Regions from separate parts of the Mus musculus genome. Here region 2 is linked to region 1. A link is a contact called in public Hi-C data. All regions are on one chromosome and are shown on one strand. Each heading gives the region's core, a stretch centred on a gene start, on an enhancer-like site or on the middle of the called end of the contact. The rest is flanking DNA. Distances are from core to core; before and after follow the strand shown.

Region 1 (7,418 bases), core at 3,268-5,767:
ACTTCAGTCATTTGTTTTCTACATGCTACACAATAAGAAATTTTAATATGAAAATAAAGGTGTTTTATTTTTCTATTGAAATCATACAATTCTCTTACAAATACTTTGAAAGTTGATGGGTTTCAGGGTTAAGAATCCCTGGAAAGGACCAATGTCATGTGTCTTTTTGGATGGTTTCAAAACTTGTAGGTTTCTGGTCTTGGTAGGTGTCTTAGTCAGGGTTTCTATTCCTGCACACACATCATGATCAAGAAGCAAGTTGGGGAGGAAAGGGTTTATTCGGCTTACACTTCCATACTGCTGTTCATCACCAGAGGAAGTCAGGACTGGAACTCAAGCAGGTCAGGAAGCAGGAACTGACGCAGAGGCCATGGAGGAATGTTTTTTACTGGCTTGCTTCCCCTGGCTTGCTCAGCTTGCTTTCTTATACAACCCAGGATTACCAGCCCAGGGATGGCACCCCACAATGAGCCCCCCCCCCCCCCCCCATGATCACTAATTGAGAAATGCCTTACAGCTGAATCTCATGGAGGCATTTCTTTAACTGAGTCTCCTTTCTCTGTGCTAACTCCAGCCTGTGTCAAGTTGACACACAAAACCAGCCAGCACAGTGGGCCCTTGTCTTCCAGTAACCCTTAGCTCGACAAAATGACAGTAGAGAAATAGAGCAATGGTGGTTTATGAAGGGAATGAGCTGTCATAGTGGGAGTGGAGCAAGGATGCAGTATTTTTCACCTTTCTCTTGTTGTGGAGACTGCTTGTATTTAGGGGTTTGTCTGCTGCACAGTTGGAAGTAGCAGGGTATGCATCTCCACTATTTTAAAGTCTTAATGGACAGAGACCTTTTCTTTTTGCTGTTGGTGTTAAACTAAAAAATTAGTGGATCTCTCTCTCTCTCTTCCTCTCCCTGCCCTCCCCCTCTCTGTCTCTGTCTTTCTCTGTGTGTGTGTGTGTTTGTGTGTTTGTATGTGTATGAGATGAATACACAGTAAAGATTTGTTGAGTGGTTAAGGAAATAAATGTGCAGCCACAGGACCAAAATGGTACGTCTGACTTTTTACTTCCGTGGCTGGCTCTGTGAACTATTAAAAGAATTTACAGTTTAAAAAAAATGATTCCCCCTGTGAATATAGCGTGACCTGTGTTCACAGTGAATATTCTATCTACAGATCTATATATAGAGCTAACGAATGAAGTATATAGCAGCAACGGCTATGTATAGATTTATTTAGCTCCAGAGATGAAGAGAGACTAGGAAAGAGCTCTTGTACAACAGCATAAAGATGGCATGATTTTCTACGTGTTTAATTACTCTAATAAAGTCATTTTAAAGGAGATGCTTTATGAGGTTGTCGCTCAAACATTCAACGTGTAAGTACATACCACACTTCACTGAAGTGAGATTAGTTTTCATTCTGTTTAATACTTTAACCTCAAGGGCAAAATCTGCCAGACTTCTCACTGCTGCAGATACTCCGAGCCCTTGCCAAGTGGGAGGTAATTGGCTGCACATCAAACTTTGGGATGACTTTAGTACCAATCTTAGTTTCCTCAACTGCCATTATTTCAAGCTACGAACCAGGGGGACAAATACTAAACAAACACCCAGATGTGTTAGTGACATCTGCTGTTATGAAAACTGAAAACTGGGTTCATGCTCTGTTTGTCCCCACTGAAATTTGTCTTCCTTTGTAAGACATGATTGCTCCATCATGCCTGCCATTTATTAAAAAGCAAATTATATATTACTTTCAGCACTCCATTCACCTCTTAGCTACCACAGTGTAATAAGAAAAGGACGTGTTCTTCAGAATTCCCAGGGTTCCAGGAGGCCAAGCTTCTGCAGAGAGAGCAAACAGAGCACCAATAATGGAACCATTTCAGATGTGTGACACCCTGACATGGCACCCCTGAGCATGCATGCACACGTACACTTTGGTGTGTACAACAGCAGACTCCCCCATGGTTGTTCAGCTAAAAACTCAGAAAAGATACTTTTTTGTTTGATGCTAAATTCATAGCCCCCTCACTGCGAATGGTGTTCCTTAGACAGGGTTCAGGATAAGGAATGAGACAATGGAGGAAGCTGGCAGTGAGGTTTCTGGGTCATATTACTGTTTGCCCTTCCCTCATTACTCTGGATTCATTGAGTTTGGGAATATGTATGGCAGATCTTTGGTAAAATGAGGAGTGGTTGTACAGCAAATGTGTTCATGTGTATTTGCTATGGGCCAAATCCTGTCCATACCCAACTCCTGGTAAGGTATGTTGAGACCCTAATCCCAGTGCCTGGGAATGTGGCCTAATTTAGAAATAGGGTCTTTGAAGGTGTAACCGGGTGACTGAGTTCAGGCTAGAGTACAATGGGTCCTAGTGCAGGGTTTAGTCTTATAAGATGAGGGAAGTTGAACACAAAGGTTCACACTGGGAGGAAGCCCAGGAAGCCAGCAACAGAGACTGGCCAAGGGATACAGAGGATGGCTGACATTGGCAGAAGCCAGGCACAGGCACAGGCACAGGAAAGATGCTTGCAGAATAGGAACCAGAGCTGCTGACTCCATTTCTGTCTTCTGGTTCCCAGAACATTGAAAGGATAAGCAGAGTCCTAAGTCACCCAGTTCAGCGTGTTTGTGACTGCAGTCCCAGTGAGCTAACACTGTGACTCAGCAACAGTGATTTCTGCTTTCAGGATTTTTTTTAATACTTTTTGGTATGATTTTCTTTATTTTCTCATTTGATCTAAAACCCAGAAATCTAACTGCTATACACTGAAGCTCTCCAAGATTTGGGGTTTGATACAATATTTACTTTCTTTGTCTTTCAAGAATTATTATTAAAAAGTAACTTTCAAAACTATAGGCATGGTAGACTGATGATATAGCTCAGTTGGTAGTGTTCTTGCCTGGCATCTATGAAGTCTTGGTCCCATCCTCAGAGTCACATAAACTGGGTGTGCTTCTGCGTGCCTGTGACTTTAGCCCTCAGGGATGGAGACAGGACGGCCAAGGTCAAGATCAACCTCTACTACCAATGAGTTTTGGCATGGCATCCATCCTCCCTTGTTCCCTCCCTCCCTCCCTCCCTCCCTCCCTCCCTCCCTTCCTTCCTTCCCTCTTTCCTTCTTTCATTCCTTCCCTCCCTCCATCTCTCCCTTCCTCCCTCCCTCCATTCCTCCCTCTCTCCTTTCCTCCATGTTCACACATACAGAGAATACACACACACACACACACACACACACACACACAGATACCACAGGTCTTGATAAATTGAACCCTATTGGTTTTGGTGGTTTGCCATTGTCAATGAACATTCACATTCTTTAGACAATACATAAAGAATTCTCTATATTTATAAGGAGAATGTGAACAAAGAAGAAACAGAAAAGGAAAAGCTTATATGGACCCAAATTCATTCTCTCTCTCTCTCTCTCTCTCTCTCTCTCTCACACACACACACACACACACACACACACACACACACACGCACACACCATTTACACCATACACACACACACACACACACGCACACACCATTTACACCATACACACACACACACACACACACACACCATTTACACTATATAGTTCTAAGGAGAGATCTTTTGGGTTATCTGCACATAGACCTACAGCCAGAGACACAGATCTTCCCAGAATCCTTTCCTTGGCCAGATATGCTCTGCCCTAGGACACACTAAGCTTGCTGCTTTCAAAGTACAACACACATGTACAACACACATATACATTGATCTTTTCTTCGTGCCTTTCCTCTCTGGCTCTTTTTATGTCCCCCACTAGATTGCAGGGGTCCGGAAGCAGAGCCCTTTGTCTTCTGTCCTCTCACTCTTTGTTTTGTTTGTTTTCAGTATCCTGCCTGGCAAGGAACAGGCTCTCAGTCTTGGAACAACATGTCTCTGCCCTCAAGGGCCCTGCAGTGAGAGTTGGCACCTTTTTACAAAACAGCATTGACAAATGGCAGCTGCTTTGTGTCTGAGCCCACATTTGTTAATACTACTTTTTAACAAGAAGTCCTGATTGCTACAGTGGCGCATATACACCATAACAATAAGGATTAGCCTGAGGTTAGCTTCCACAGCCGGGAGAAAGGCAGGGAATATGTACAGATGTGGGAAGGTTCAGGGTGATAGTTTCAAATTTCTGGCTTTATACAATCCTCTCTGGAGCAGCAGATTCAGGTAACTGTGGACACTGTTACTTTAAATTAGTGCTGGTTTGCTATTGACTTGCAGGGTGGGGGTGTGGATCTGAGCTACTCCTCCTTATAGCTGATCTGGCTGGGAAGTAATGGTGGTGGTTGGAATGAATCCATTCCTCTCACTGGAACCTACTTGTTCAGGATTTATTGGCTGTGGCTGCTGCGTGTTCACACTTTTCTTGAAGTGGCCTTGATTATTTATTTTCGGGAGGTGGCCTTCTCACAGGAGCCCATCTGTCTAGTGTCGGCCTAGGCTTGTCCATCAGCAGCAGTGGCCACCATGGGCATGGTGCCAGGTGCCAGCGGAGCACTGCAGGCTGAGTGGCTTTCTGTGCTTCCTCTAATCCCCCTGCCTTCCCCTTCCCCCGCCATGTGTGTATTTCCATGATAAATCACCCAAGAAAGATTTCCAATGCATTTTGACAGGATGAAACTGTGCGATTCAGCTTGATCTCGTTAAGAGCCCCATAGCCAAATCCCCCCAGCACTGAAGGCAAGGAGCGCTTGCAAGCTGTTCACGGATTGTCTCTCTAGCTGAGGGAGAGAGACTTGACTGACACTCGGCTGACTTTCTGCCCTTGACCCGGAGGGGAGGGATGTTTACTGCATGTTCTACTTGCAAAATCCCTGTGTAAGTTCAGTGGAGACATTTCTCTAAGGGCTGAGCACCTAGACCACTGAAGGATTTACTAACGTCCTTCCCTCCCCTCCCTCCTCTCCCTCCCTCCCTCCCTACCTCCCTCCCTCCCTCCCTCCCTCCCTCCCTCCCATGTGGCCATGCTAAGTGTAATAGGCACTGCCATACATAATAAATAAGGCCAAACTCCATGTCCTCCAGGAGCTCACAGTGTGTTGGGGAAGAAAGATAAGCAGATAGATAGTCATTACCAATGTGGGCCTTGTATAACAAAAAAACAGCATGAGGAGAACGGAGGGATGGTGGCAAGATGACAGGCTTCCTGGTTGAAGTAATGAATAGAGTGGGCACAGTGAGTTTGGGCAGTAGCATGCATAGGCAGAAGGGTTTGCCATAGCAAAGGCCTTCTTGCTGAGATACTTGAATAAACACAAATTTTTGCTCAGGGACCATAATTCTTATGGGTTTCACATCCCGAGGATGTGTGCTCTCTGACTGACTCTACCCTGCCCCTGCTCTCTGTGGATCTTATATGGGGTTTTAGCATTCTGCTTAAATAGCCCATATATTTTCAATTCACCCTTGCTTTGAATTCACTGCTTTTTCCTTGACATTATTAGCTTGTGGTACTTTTTATTCACTATGCAGTCAGTTTAAAAACCAAGCCAAACCAAACAACACTCCCCTCCATTTTCCTGGAGGCAGATGGTGGTACCCATGACCAAGAAAACTGAGGCTAGGTTTATGTCTTCTTACATTTTAATTATCGATACTTTTCAAAGAGGAGACCCAGGTTGCGTCCAACTGACAGACAACTCTCATTCGTTCTCTGTTACTCTTTGATCTCCTCAAAGACAGAGAACAGTGGTTTCCTAAGTCCATCCAACATAGAAAATCCAACTCTGCGGGACTTGAAGAAGATTGTTATTGGGTAACCATCAGTACACACGACTTGGAACCCGTACACAAATGAGATAGCAGTAAATTCCAGAACCTTGGCCAGAAGATCTTCCATCTGAAAATCAGAGTAGACGTGGTGGTGGTTTTAGTCCCCGTCCTGTCTGCAGTGGCTCACATTTAGGGCTCTGTCATTGCTAGACAGTCAGCCACTTTTATTCTGCACTGGAGAGAGGAGGAATTTTTTTCCAGGCAATTAGCTTTAAAAAGAGTATGGTTCCTTGGCTTTACTGAAATGCCAGGAAAGATTATGAAACCTCTAAAGATCAGAAAAAAAATTCAAGATGGTAAATGACATTTTATTCATTAGGATGGATTTCCAAGTTCTTCGTGCCTCTAAAAATGTTTTGTCCTTTGTTCATTGTAAGGGGTCTTTGGAGTTCCATTAGTCATACTAACAGCAATAAACCTGGCTTACTTTCACGCTGTACTTTGCTTGAGTGTATGCAATTCAAATTATAAATGAGATTTCTTGTATGGGAGAATAAGAAGAGAAGGTTTCAAAGAATGACTTGTTCCCCCATCTTTGAGGAAATTTAATAATTGTGTAACTTACTTCTTATCCCTAGGACAAAATGTCGGAATGAATCAACTTAAAGTGCATGTTTATTTAGGTTCCTGGTTTCAGTTCAGGTCAGCTGATTCCATTGCTTTCTGGTCTATGGCAATCCAGAAACATCACAGCAGAAGGGCACAGCAGTCTAAGAAAGTGGGAAAGAGAAGGGTGGGGGTGCCTAGAGACAAGATGCACCCTTCAGTTATGCATGTAGTGATCTACAAACTTCTTCCAGCTATGCCTCGCTTTCTGGTAGCTCATTCAGCCATAAATTCATCAATGAATCAGTCTTTGACATTAGTGTCCTTATGCAGTCACCTCCTAACAGTGACATCAGTTGGGGACCATCATGCCTTCAATGCATGAGTTTGGCGAACTCTCCTGACCTAAGCCGTATCAACAACCAAGTTCAGTCTGTGTCTGGAGTCTGCCTAGGCTCAGCTGTGAGCTTTAACAATTCACAGGCCAGGGCTCACAGGCTTCTGAGCATTCTCCTGTCTCTGCCACCTCATGTGTCACCTGCTACCACCCCAAGTCCTCCCCGGAAACTCCCACATGCTCTTCTCAATCAGTTTTTCACAAGGTGGAACCTTGCCCTTTCAGCCTTGGCATGTCTGCCTGGTGATTCACTCTTTCCAGGCTGCACATTGAAGGGCTGAGCTTTGCATTATGACAGACTGGGCAGGTACCTGCGCTCTCTCTCCCCTTAAGCCACATCTGCGATGCCTCTGTCCCTCACACTGATCTCTGACACCAGCCTTCTCTTGAGGGCCATGTCCTGTCACCATTTGAGGCTTTGCTCATTGTAATTGTCACTAATATTCTGGTGTTTATAATGTCACTTTGGCCTCTCATTGTACCTATTGGCAAGCAGTATAATCTAAGCCTGTTTCCCACCTATGCTATGTGGACGGCGAAGCAGCAAGATGTCTATGTCATGTATCCTCTTGGGTTTTTCTACTTTGTAAGTCCAAAAAGTCAAGAAAGCACAGGCAGGCATTTCAAGTGCAACTGGGCATGGTTCTCCATCTTATAGCTGACCATCCTGGCAGAGGC
Region 2 (7,418 bases), core at 1,832-4,331, 130 kb before region 1:
TGATTCCCTCATTCTTTATGGTCCTAGCTGACCAGGCAGACCACTGCAAGGCCTACTCTGAGGATGTAAGAGAGAGAGAAATGAGCTGTGTCACAGTCTCTTGGCAGGAAGTCACAGAGTTGTAGTTGTGGAGCTGTGAGTATATACATGTGCATATACTCAGAAGAGAACCCAATGCCTACTTCGAGATAAGCAGTGGCTCCCACACTGAGCTACATCCCCAGCTCCTGTCAGCTTTGAGAATGAAAGGCTTCTCGTTGCCTCAGAGCCTTTGCACATGCTGTTTTCTGTGTCTGGAACACTCCTGGATGCCAACACGTTCATTGAACATTATTCAGTTCCTCGTTGATACTTCTCTGTGTCTCTCAAATCCTGTTACATCCTGCTGTATTCCCCTCACACCCACAACTCCTGCAAAACTTGCAACTTGAAAAATCATCCCAGATTCTCAGTCTAAAATGTAAATTTGCCTCGTTCAATAGACGCTGGCTCTGGCCATTAATGGAGCATTCATAGTCTTTGGAAATGGTGTAGTTGTTTTAAATGGATTTTAAAACCAGATAGAAGTTGTCCTGGGGAAAAGATATGAGCTCAAGGAGAGAGAGGTTTTGCATAAAGAGTGTTAAATATGAACGAGATGTCCCTGCCTTCGGAATTGAAGAAATGTAACTGTGGGAAGCAGATATTCCAGAAAGTACCAAGGAAGCATGTGTCTGACCTTGGCTTCACTGTGCTCCTGGCCTCTGGGATGTTTGTGTATGCAGATACCATTTCCTATTTATAAACAGTCCAGAGGCCTTGTAAGTAGGGAGGTGGACTGAAGGACAAAGGTTACTCTGTGGGGTTAGAAGAGAAAGCAGCTGTGGTTGGGGAGGCTAATGGTGTTTTGTGTATGCATTCAATCACCTTTGATAACTTGCTGATGCGCTAAGCACTTTGGGGGTATGGGCCAGGTAACTGATAGAAGCTCCAAAGCCCTAGGTCTTTAGAGAACAGGGGAAGAAACAGTTTGCCTGGCCAGGTGGAGGGTGCTGTAATTGAAAAGTTACAGAACAGCCCTCAGACAGAACTTGGGTTTTCCTTTCACAAAAGAGGGAAGGGGCATTGCCAAAAAGGGGTTGGCATGAACTTGAAAAACCTGTGTATAGCAGTAGCAGGAAGCTAGAGTACACCAGGACCCCAGGCTGGAATGCAGCAGCAGCAACAGCAATAATGGCCCTCATTTAGCAGACACATCTAGGTACCTTACCGGTCATTGCTTAAGTGGGGTACCCATTTTAGTGCAACATGAATTTTGCAGAAATTGGGTTTTGAGCCCAGGAGTCATCTGACCCCTCACCACCACAAAGTATGCAGCACATTATCAAATTAATCAAAAACTTTATTAACCCAAATACGTTTAGATTTTTTTTCCTACTCTTTCCTCTCTTTCGTTCCCACAGACTCATTCTTGCCCTTCAGTTCACCTAATTACCCCCACTTCTGGGCTAATTTATAAATAGGAAGCGACAAGTGCATATCCCTGATACAGAAGAGGCCAGGGCTGACTGTCGAGTGGACGCCCAGAGGCCCAGCGTTATGCCCCTTGTTAAGGAGGCTGAATGCCATGTCGGCCTCTTGGGAGAGAAGCATTTGAGAGGAACTTTCCATCTGGAAAATGACACATGCTTTAGAAGGTCCATCCTGAGAGCTGTGTGCAGACTGTGCATGATGCCCAGAGAGGCGAAGAGCAAGGACACTGCCAGCTGCCAGGAGTGTAATCTCCTCAAAAGCAACCCCTACAGGTGATCTGATGGAGTGCAGGAGTTGTAACCACTGTGAGAGGACGAAAATTCTAGAAGAGTTCCGGGAAGGCAGGGCAAGCCAACTGGAAAGCTAACCTCCGGACAAGAGTGACAGTAGATGAGTCTACGTCTAGACGTCTCTGCACGTGGAGCGCCCTCATTCTTTTCTTCACATACACTGACTTGAACTGTGCTGTCCCCTGCTATCATGCCCACCTGAAACCCCACAGTCAACACCTCATTTGGAAATACGAGTTTTTCCATATGAAATGAGCTCAGACAGGGGCTTTTGAGAAGATGGTGAATCTGTCCCTGAATAGAGGATGTATGTCTGTCCCTGACGTAGAGGTCTCCAAACTTAATAACTGCTTTACTTAAGAGGGGAGGAAAGCAAGCTCCCACAGGGGAGGCAGAAACTGAAGAGATGCTTCTAGACGTCAGAAAAACCAAAGGCTGACTGCCAACCACCTCTGGAAGCTTAAGGAAGAGGAAGGGACTTCTAGAACAAAGAGAGAGGTCGCAGACAGAGACACACAGAGAGACATATTCACGGAAAGACAGAGAAAGAGAGAGACAGAGACAGAGACACAGAGACAGAAAGTGAGGCAGAGACAGAGAGATAGAGACAAATGGTCAGGCATGAACACATGTGCACATTGAGACAGAGGGTCTTTTCTAGTACTCTGATTTAAGACTGTGAGAGAAAACATTTCTGTTAGTTTGGGCCACCCAGTCTGTGGCTATCCCAGCAGCCTTGAAGAGCTGGGGAATTAATCTATCAGAGAAGATGTAAACCTCCAAGCAGAGGCCCAGCTCTGCGTGCCGGATTTGAGGGACACACTGTAGTACAACTTTCAGGTTTGCCCGGCTGCCGGGGTGGTTAAAGACGTTGACTTTGGGTCAACTCTCCTCTCTGCTGTTCCATTCTCTATCTTGGATGACTGTCAGCAAGTAGCATCGCAGCTCTGGGCCTCAAACCTTGCCTGCAATGTGCTATTATCGCAGTCTCATCTCACCTCTGAGGATGATGTTTGGGGATTTAGATGGTAAGCATGAATGGTTAGAGTTGTTACTATTACCCTTGCTGATGGCATTATTCGTATGGACTATGGATGGGAAATAAAATCTTCCAAACCCTCTGGGAATTTAAAACCTAGTCTGGCCAAGCATTCCCCTGACTCTGTGTATCATCCACCCAACCCCGCACACCCATGCTGCCACATGCCATGGCCTTGGCAATGTGCATTACAGGAGCTCCAAGCACAGGTCTGGCACCGCTCTGCATGTGCGAGCACATGGCTCTGCTCCCCGGAAACCATCTGTGGTTCAGATGGCGCGATGTGCCCTGCACACCAGGCCTGCTGCAAGGCTGTTTGATCCAGAAAAGGCTGTAGAAGTTGCCAAGCAGTGGAGAGAGGCCGCAGCTGTTAGATCCCTGGTATTACACCTCCAGGTCCCGAAAGGCCCACCTCAAATGCAAGGGTCTGGGAAGAATTCCAAAAGCATTATTTGGAGTCTCTTTCCCAGTCCCAGCTTCTCCCTCGGGTCAGAGGAGAGCAAGTGCTGAGCACACCAAGCCTGAGTTTTTAAGCTCGCAGCAGAAAGTTTAGGAGAAATTAGAAATGTTCTCTGGAGTCCTTCCCCTGTTAGCCTGCGTTAGCCTGCTCTGGATGCCTCTGTAAGTCCAGGCTTCCAGCTCCTAGGGACAACATCATTTTGTGCTTCATAGTTCTGACTTGTGGAGTATAAATACAGTAAGATGAACCCAGCCAGCGCCCACAGGTCACCTTACAAAGCAAAGGCTTTTTAGTCTCCTGTATTAGCTTGAGGCCTGTAGCTTTCGTTCTTTAGTTTTTTTTCTCTTAGCTACTTTGCTTGTGGGTTCTTATTTTATCTGTCTCCTAACAATGTCTTCTCTGGCTCAGCTCAGCTCTTGCTGGCTCAGTTGCCACCCACTGTCTTCTCTTCTCAGTTTGCTTGTCCAGTTCGCTTTCACCTGTGCCCGCTTTCCCCTCTGTTCGGTCTCTTCACTAGTATAAGGGTTTCTGCTGGCATGTGAGGATGTCCTGGGACTCAGAAGCCCAGAAACCACACAGCTCCAAGGGAGGACAGTGTCCCAGTGGAAAGGCATCCTGAGACAGGGGAGCCCAGGAACCACGCAGCCTTGAGAGGAAGCCGCCTCAGCAGAGACGGTGCAGCTCCCAGGGGAGGGCATCCCTAGCCGAGCTCAGTAGCTCAGGGGCCTTAGCCCTGCTCCTCCTTCTCTTCTTCCCTTCATTGCTTCGCGGCTTCTTGCGGTGAGAGTCACACCAGGCAGAAAAGCTCATCAAAGAGATTTATTGGACAGTCCAGGGTGTGGAGGGATGAATCTAGGGGTGGATGCCCTCTGCTCCTAGGAGCGGACAGCAGAGAATTGAACAAAAGACCGGGCTTTTATAAGATTTCTTAGGGGGCGGAGCTTGTGAGAAGCTCAGGATTGGTGGGGTTTCCTGCTCAGGGATTGGTGGCTTTTTTTTTTCCATCCCCCTGCATGGGGCCCATGGGTTAGGGTGGGAAGCCCTTCAAGCTGCAACTGGCTAGACACTGTCTCTGAGGAACTGCTGGGGAAGGCAGGAGAGGAGGGGCTGCCATCAAGGACAGCTCCCACGGGACAGCTCCTGCAGAGGTGTTTCACCAAGGCTGTGGGGCTGAGGCAGAAAAGATGGTGTTGCCACTGTGGACAGCTCCAGTGATAGCTGCAGGCTGAGGAGGCTGTCCTGGTGCCACCATTTTGATAGGAGTCGCCATTTTGGCAGCCCCGGGGGTTGATTAAGGAGCAGTATCTTAGCCCAGCTGCAGGCTGGGTGGGAAGAAAAGGCCTGCTGCTGTGTTGATGGGCTTTACAGCATGACACTTAGGGACTAGATCTACCCTACTCAGTCTTTTTTCCTGTATCTACTGTCATCTCTGACCCTACACTTCTGTCTCTTGGACCCTACTTCTGCTTACTCCCCAGTCCTACGGCTCTCTCTCCGACTACTACTCTCTCCCAGCTCTCTGCCTCTGCTGGCTTTAATATCCTCTCCTGTTCCCAGAAGTCCAAGGGCCAACTGACACTATAGGGCATTGGATCATTTAAAGGGCCAGGAACATAAATTATTTCATACTATAGAGGCCCAATGGGACTTTTCTGACATCCTCCACCTTGAAAACAGATCTGCCATTATGGAAGATGAAGATGAACATGAATCAGTTGATTCTTCTCACTGAGGTTATGTGTATGTGCCTCCACATCTGGGTTTTAGGTGGGTGCTAGGATGTAGCTCAGGCCCTCCTGTGTATATAACAAGCATTTTACCAACCAAGCCATCTCCCCAGCAAATAGCTTATTTTGAAGGCATAGCTGGATTTTGGGATGGTTTGTTATTCATCAGTAGATACCTGGAGTGCTCACGCCCTAGCCCAGGTGGAGAGACTGGAACACAAACAGCAGAGCTGAGCACTTTCTGGTTGTGCTTAACAAAGTAAAGCTGGGGCCCAAGGCAGGCCTGGTGCATTGGATTCCTTACCAGCGGAGAGTCCAGGCAGAGCCAGGGCCCACCCCAGACACAGGCCAGGGGGGTTCAGTCTCTCCCCACTTTCACCAATCAAGTATCCCTTTTGCCACAAACCTGTGAATGAGCAAATATAAGCAGAGAAAATTCTGTAACACAAATATCTCAAAGATTAAAAGGCAGAGAACAGGATCACATATTCTACCGAGTTAGGCTGCTTTCTGTCACTGTGACGAAATACCGGAGACAATCAACTTATAAGGATGAAAGGTTTATTTTGGCTGCTGATTTCGAAGTCTTCATGGTTTGGGGCCTGTAGCTACATAGTTTACTATGGCAGGGACATGTGACAGTTGATGTCTGTTTACGTCATAGAAGTCAGGAGAAAAAGAGAAAGGCAGGAAGGGACCAAGTCCCCAGAGCCTGTTCCAAAACTCTGTGCCCCATTAACCCAACTTCTTCCATGTAGCTCTCATCTCCTCAAGGTTCTGAAATCCTTGCCTGTAACACAGGCACCTTTGTGGCCACTTAAGATATAGACTACAGCATTTCTTCAGGACTAGTATGGCTGGCAGTGTTGACAGAAGTTTCTCATTTGTGCAAACCTGAGGGTTCAGTGAATATTGTATGTGCACTGAACTAAAACAAATAGGAAAGCCCAGACAGACTGGCAGCACCGAGGAAAACAAATCCTGAAACAGGTCAATTCACCTGACTTCTGTCGGGAGATATGCTTTCCATTTCCCCGTTTGTCTTTAATTCAGAGCAGGCCTGGTCCCAGTCTATTCTCTTGGTGCTTCTGATTCCCCCACAGAGCCCTTATCATAACTGTAATTAATTGATTTAAGGAAACATCTGCTCACAGCTATGCTCCCTGCCTAAGAAGCTCCCAGGCAGGGTGGGCTGGGGGACTGGTTCTCCACTGAATACTGAGACCCCAGTTAGGTTAGATACTTGTAGAAACTTACCGAATGCATACACAGTTCGGCAAGGTGTGTGTGACATCCAGATGGAAAGGCCCTGGTGGTCCTGCAAGCCAGCGTCTTAGTCTTTATGTGGAGGCTTTTATGTGGGCCCTGTACTCCTGGTCTTGCTCTGTGACCCTCCTGTGGGATCAGGGGCCTGCCTTTAGTTTTCAGTCAGCTGGGTGTGTGGGCATGAGTAGCAGAAACAGCTAAGAATCTCTTCACCAAGCTGGCTATGCCACCCAACACAAGCTGCTTATTAGGTGGAGTGGGAGTCACCCTAGCTCTCGAAAGTAAGCATGGAGTCCAGTGAGAAAGTGAGGCAGAGCACTGGGGAAACGGCTCAGCCTGGAAAGAACCGCTTTGTTCAAGGACCTGAGTTCAATGCCCTAGCACCTACTTTTAAAAAGCCGGGTAAGGTCGTGTACCCTTCTGTGTGTGGGAAAGAAAGATTCCTCAGGCTTAGTGGCTAGCCAGCCTAGGTTACTTAGCGAGCTCCAAGTTAGTAATAGACACCCCCCCCCCCCAAAAAAAAAGTAAGAGACTCAAAAGGTCAAGGTGGCTAGCACCTGAGGAATAGTACCCAAAGCCTACCTCTGGCCTCATGCATGCGCGGCACATGTTCAGGAACCACCCCTTCTCCCCCCAACCCCCAACACGAGGCTTCTGTAACCTGTTAGAAGTACGTTTGCAGGATTGCAGTAAATAATACCCAAACCAGCCCTTTGTCTGCAGCTCAGGAGGTTTTAAGAACAGCTCTACTGAGAGATAATTAGCACACTGTACATATCACCAGTGGAGATAACCGTTCTTGGGTTTAGAGTGTTCCCAAAGATACACAGCCAATGCCACAAGCAGTGTTCTGAGATTATAATACAATGACATCATTTCACCTTCCCCTTATCCTTCCCCCTTATCCCTCCCTACTGTTCCATTCAAAATTCATGGTCTCTTTTTTCATCATTTACCACACTCAGGTTTTGAACACTGCATCATTCCCACCCCCCAAAACGTCATTAATGTTGTTAGTTTTCATTTCTCCTCCAACCTCTGTACACCAGGAAACCGCTAATTCACTTTCCATCTGTGTATTGGCTTTTCCTGCCAACTTCATGTCAACTGCATTAAACTCCATG

What was found. A called contact is a pair of places that touch in the nucleus more often than the background predicts.
Region 2: a Hi-C map of cerebellum shows a contact between it and region 1, with 1.8 times the contacts expected there. The contact joins two enhancer-like sites. A contact is called at or near these places in 4 of 484 Hi-C or Micro-C datasets (the HL-1 cell line, cerebellum, nephron progenitors and 1 more).

What each region holds. Positions count from the first base shown.
Region 1 is chr9:52,938,345-52,945,762 of GRCm38.p6, reverse strand. No RefSeq gene overlaps it. Among named protein-coding and RNA genes, the nearest start is that of Gm39339, 64 kb to the right of the region's middle. Within about 2 kb of position 4,517, at least 29 of the 459 cell types and tissues checked have an H3K27ac peak or open chromatin away from gene starts, as enhancers often do. A contact at or near this core is called in cerebellum, where this site is marked.
Region 2 is chr9:53,068,029-53,075,446 of GRCm38.p6, reverse strand. No RefSeq gene overlaps it. Among named protein-coding and RNA genes, the nearest start is that of Ddx10, 180 kb to the left of the region's middle. Within about 2 kb of position 3,081, at least 25 of the 459 cell types and tissues checked have an H3K27ac peak or open chromatin away from gene starts, as enhancers often do. A contact at or near this core is called in cerebellum, where this site is marked.